Regions from separate parts of the Mus musculus genome. Here region 1 is linked to region 2. Evidence: chromatin contacts called from public Hi-C data. All regions are on one chromosome and are shown on one strand. Each heading gives the region's core, a stretch centred on a gene start, on an enhancer-like site or on the middle of the called end of the contact. The rest is flanking DNA. Distances are from core to core; before and after follow the strand shown.

Region 1 (2,700 bases), core at 15-2,514, 180 kb after region 2:
GAACTGTTGTTGGCATACAGGCACAAAGGTATAAGATAAATTCTTTCATAAAAATTAGGTGCTGGGGAGATGGCTCAGTGGTTAAGTGCACATACTGTTCTTGCGAAGGGCCTAAGTTCAGTTCCCAGCACCAATATTGGAAACTCACAAGCACCTGTGACTTTAGCTCCATAGATTCAATACCTTCTTCTGGCCTCTGTGAGCACCTACAGGCCCAGGCACATACCTACACAGACACACACACACACACATACACATACACGCACACAATTATGAATCATCTATAGGCCCAGGAACGTACCTACAGATACACAGACACACACACATAATTATGAATCACCTACAGGCCCAGGCACATACCTACACAGACACACACACACATAATTATGAATCACCTACAGACCCAGGCACATACCTACACAGATACACAGACACACACACACAGACACACACACACACACATAATTATGAATCACCTACAGGCCCAGGCACATACCTACACAGACACACAGACACACACACACATAATTATGAATCACCTACAGACCCAGGCACATACCTACACAGACACACAGACACACACACACAGACACACACACACACACACACACACACACATAATTATGAATCACCTACAGGCCCAGGCACATACCTACACAGATACACAGACACAGACACACACACAGACACACACACAGACACACACACACACATGCGTGCGCATGCACGTGCGTGAATGAGCTGGCGCATGCATACACAAGTGCGCACACACACTCACATAATTATAAAGAAAATAATTTTAAAACATTAACATGGCCGTAGCCAACAACCAAAACACTCGAAATAGAACACGGCTTCCTTAATAAAGGCTACCACCAAGAACAAGAACAAAGGAAAGATGGGTCAAACATTCTGCGTAACAAAAGTAATTAAAGTCAGAAAGAATGCCAAAAAAAATGCTCACCAAAAAGACCAATTATCTAAGCGGTGATTTCACCATGGTTCCATGGAATATATTTAAGTGACAAGGACTGGAAAAGCATAAACAAGCAGCCATCCTCTGTAAATATATGATATTTTAGGGCCCATGACTTAGGAGAATTAATAATAGCATCATATAAGGACACTTATAAGTATCAAACCCTGGGCTCCAAATAGACAGAGAGCAATGAAACAATATTAAGTTTGGAAAAGCTGAATACTAGGAAGACTGACAAATGAAATATAAACATCTGCAGAAAACATTTTGCCCACAGTCACGCGGAGCAGCAGCCTCCGCTGCTTGGAAAAGCCAAGCCCTGGGCTGGCAGTTCCCTCCCTCTGCAAGGAGCAACTCTAACTTCTTGGCTCAAGATAAAAACAACAATGGCCCTTTTCTTTCCCCTGTGACTTCTCATGGTTTGGGCCACAGGGGCGGGGAAACAGCTGGTCTATATCCATCCCCAGTCACTTCCTTGTGACGAGAGTGAAGGTTAATGTTTCTGGGCTTGGGGCTCTTCAGTTGCCCTGGAGTATAAAGTTAAGCAGCCCCTACCCCCAGGAAATGCTCTTCTATTAAATGGAAGCGCTGAAATATCAGAATGTGAGGCCAGAGATGGCTCAGAGGGCAAAGGTGCTGCTAAGGTTGATGATCTGAGTTTGATATCCAGTGACCACATGATAGGAGGAAAGAACTGACTCATTCCTTTATTTCTCCACACATGGACCTTGGCATGCTTGGAAGTGAACACACACACACACACAGAGAGAGAGAGAGAGAGAGAGAGAGAGAGAGAGAGAGAGAGAGAGAGAGAGAGAGAGGGAGGGAGGGAGAGGGAGAGGGAGAGAGAGAGGGGAGTGGCATGCAATCTTAGCTACTCAGGAGACAGCAGTAGCAGATTATGAGCTAGAGGCAAGTCAGGGTTGTATTGTAAAACCCTATCTCAAAAAACAAAAACAAAAAACAAACTAAATGTAAACTAAAAAATACATATATAAGTATATGAAAATACATGGAAGGGTGCATTATATCATGTAATAAATTCTAACTCAAGGATCAACAGGATTTTGGGCTAGAGGGAGAGCTCAGTGGTTAAAAACACTTGCTGTTCTGATAGAGGACCTGGGTTGGGCTCCCACAGAGCAGGAAGCAATCATCATTAACTCTAGTTCCAGGGTTTCCACTGCCCTCTTTGGGTTTCCGTGGGCACCAGGTATGCATATGAGGCACATACATACATGCAAAATATTCTTACACATAAAATAAAAACAATAAAAAAATGTTAAAAGAATCATAGGTTTGGAGTAAAGACCTCTAGCACAGAGGTTGTAAATCTGCCCCGGAAATGATAAAATGTTATCCCACCCCAACATGTCATTGAGCACAGCTAGGGACATGAGACAATGGTTTGTTAGGAAACAAGATGTGATCGCAGGAAACAAGAATGGGGCAAAGTGGGTAGGAAAAAAAAAGCCGGGCAGTGGTGGCGCACGCCTTTAATCCCAGCACTTGGGAGGCAGAAGCAGGCGGATTTCTGAGTTCGAGGCCAACCTGGTCTACAAAGTGAGTCCAGGACAGCCAGGGCTATACAGAGAAACCCTGTCTCGAAAAAACAAAACAAACAAACAAACAAACAAACAAAAAGGTTGTGTTAAAGGTACACTAATTTGCTGCAATTGCCACCGTAAGTTATCTGGGCTCCAGTTCCTGTTGCTTTAAAC
Region 2 (2,700 bases), core at 7-2,506:
GAGACAAGACGACACTCTCTACTCTAGAGTGTCCTCAGAACTCAGGACTCGCTGGAATCCTCCTGCCTTAGCTCCCTGAGTGCTCTGGGTGCCAGCCAGCATACACCACCAAATGCAGGCTGCCATTTCCCCTTTAGTTCATACTACTCCCCTGCCCCACTGTGCTTGGTCTACTGCCGCTTTCTCGTTCTTCCCTGTCATCTGTAGATGAGATGCTTTCTGGCTTTAAACATCCTGCTTTTTCCATTTACAAAGTCTTTGCTCATTTTAGTATTTTAACACGTTTTCTATTAGGGTCAAGTTTCAATATTTGGCCCTTGTATAGGAATTCCTTCCTTTGCTTCGTCTTTACACTGTGTATACTTCATTAAGCATCTTTTATTGTTCAGTGAATCTTCTCATGTTACACTTTCACTGTCAGGTGTCCTTATTTTACAAAGGGCACTTTAGGAAACCTGATAAAAAAGGATGAGGGGAACCTCTGGAGAAAGCTCTGTGTCTGTGTGTCTGTGTGTCTGTGTGTGTCTGTGTGTGTCTGTGTGTGTCTGAGTGTGTGTGTTTGTATGAGTATCTGTGTGTATGCATGTGTGTATATATTTGTATCTGTGTGTATGCATGTGTATGTGTGCATGTATGTGCGTGTGCACATGTGGATGTGTAGATGTGTGTGGATGTGTAGATGTGTGTGTGTGCACATATGTGTGTCTGTGTAGATGTGTGCACATCTGTGTGTGCACTGACATGAGTGTATATTTATATGTGTGTATGTATACATGTGTGTCTGCCTGTGTGTAAATGCACGTGTGCTTGTGTGAATGTATGAATGTGTGTATGTGTGTGCACATGTATGTGTATCTGTATGTGTGCACTTGTGTGTGCACTTACATGAGTATATTTTGCATGTGTGTATATATACATGTGTGTGTGCGCATGTGTGTGTATGTGTGTGTTTACATTGGACCCAAGCCACAAACAGGCTAGAGCAAGACTCTATCACCTACAGTGTGACTATTTTGGGACCCCGGGGAGGAACTCCTGAGTGAGGAGAAGGAAGCCTCGGGCTTGGGTGAGGCTCACGGCAAAGGGGGATTCTGTTAAAGGGGAAGCATAGCCTGAGGTCATCCGGAGAGAAGCGCGTTGCTCACCAGTCACGCCCTCATCTACGTCATCACAAGTGTCCCCACCAGATGTTGAGCACAGGGACAGGCTGACCTCTCCAAGAGTAAACACACAGCTAACCAGATTTCCCTTCCTCCTAGGGGCACCAGATTGACTCTGCCCTGCATCCTGTTGCTTGGTTCCTCCTTTCCAGTTGAGAGCCCCGCAGAGCTTTATCTGGCCAAGCTTCCCTCTTGCTTGCTTGGTTGCTTCCCCCTTCTCCCTGGCCTCTGGGGCCGTTTGGAGCTGGCTCCCTAATAACTCTGCATGTAATTATTATGAAACACAAGCCAAGCGGAACGTAATTGCTTTATTAGAGATAAAGATGTCTAGACTCTTGAGGTCATATAAAACAAAATATTTTCTTAAAGCATCGACTGTAGTTACACTCTCCCAATAGCTGGCTTTTAAAATATGCAAAAAAAAATTTTTTTAAAGCCTGAGGTAAATATTATAAGCATTCGGCTACACTGTTTGAAATGGGTCAAAAATTTGGTTGTAAAACAACGGAGGAGTTTTCGGTTTCTCAGTTCCTGATGATGTCACTCGTATAATTTAATGTGTGTTGTCATTGCTTTCATTATTTAAAACTTGAGTTTCTGAGAGACGTTTTGATCTGAAGGGCTTGCTTATCATCTTAAGGAAACCCTGGCATCCACTGCAGTAGGTGGGCGGTGATGGAGTTGCTATCTACCGAGGCTTTAGCCCTCTACCCTTAATTCAGCATCGGGAACAGAAAGCTTTATCTATGTCTCTCAAATAAGCGACTTAAGGATCGATTGCAAATGAGCCACATAGAGAAAAGCAGGAAGTAGGCTTGTCTTTTGGTTTCTTCTCTTTCTTTTTTAAAATGTGTTTACCTTTATTTTACGTGCATGGGTGTTTTGCCTGTTGTATGTGAATGTGAGAGTGTCAGATCTTGGAGTCACAGACAGTTTTGAGCTGCCATGTGAGTGCTGAGATTTGAACCTGAGCCCTCTGGGAGAGAGTAGTGAGTGCCACTAACCACTGAGCCATAGCTCTGCTCACCACCAACCACAGCACACACACACACACACACACACACACACACACACACACACACACCCCTCCCTGCTTGGTTTCCTAATTAGCAGTGCCTTACCTGGTCTGAGAAGTACATGGAACGTTACTCTTCTCCTGCTTCCTTTTTCTCTCACCTCTTTAATCTGGGAAAAGATAAATGATTCATAGCCTAGAAGATGGAGCAACACACACACACACACACACCAGTCTCCATCCCTCTTCTGCCGACTTTCTTCCTTTCTGGGTTTGTCTTCACAGAGCAGCTAGGTTCTAGCAAATGAAAAGCCCCAGAGTGAAGACTAGTCAAGATGTCTGAATGGGAAACTCCCCAGTCCCTAGCCCCCAAAGAATTCCAGATTGTTCCTGGTTTACCATGTGACCATTCTGAGCCAATAACTATGTTTAGAGAAATATGGTTGGGTTTTGTTTGATTTGCCTGACATTTACCACTGTGGTAGGAAGGCACCTTTGTGGAAAAGACTCTAGGAAAGCGAGAGG

The links. Hi-C and Micro-C count contacts between places; a contact is called where the count stands out from the background.
Region 1: a Hi-C map of uterus shows a contact between it and region 2, with 2.7 times the contacts expected there. The contact joins two enhancer-like sites. A contact is called at or near these places in 3 of 484 Hi-C or Micro-C datasets (nephron progenitors and uterus).

What each region holds. Positions count from the first base shown.
Region 1 is chr13:43,003,832-43,006,531 of GRCm38.p6, forward strand. All of the region lies in intron 4 of Phactr1 (phosphatase and actin regulator 1), which reads left to right. Among named protein-coding and RNA genes, the nearest start is that of Gm52053, 7.7 kb to the right of the region's middle. Within about 2 kb of position 1,265, at least 38 of the 459 cell types and tissues checked have an H3K27ac peak or open chromatin away from gene starts, as enhancers often do. A contact at or near this core is called in uterus, where this site is marked.
Region 2 is chr13:42,827,930-42,830,629 of GRCm38.p6, forward strand. The region is part of intron 3 of Phactr1 (phosphatase and actin regulator 1); the gene reads left to right. Among named protein-coding and RNA genes, the nearest start is that of Phactr1, 150 kb to the left of the region's middle. Within about 2 kb of position 1,257, at least 57 of the 459 cell types and tissues checked have an H3K27ac peak or open chromatin away from gene starts, as enhancers often do. A contact at or near this core is called in uterus, where this site is marked.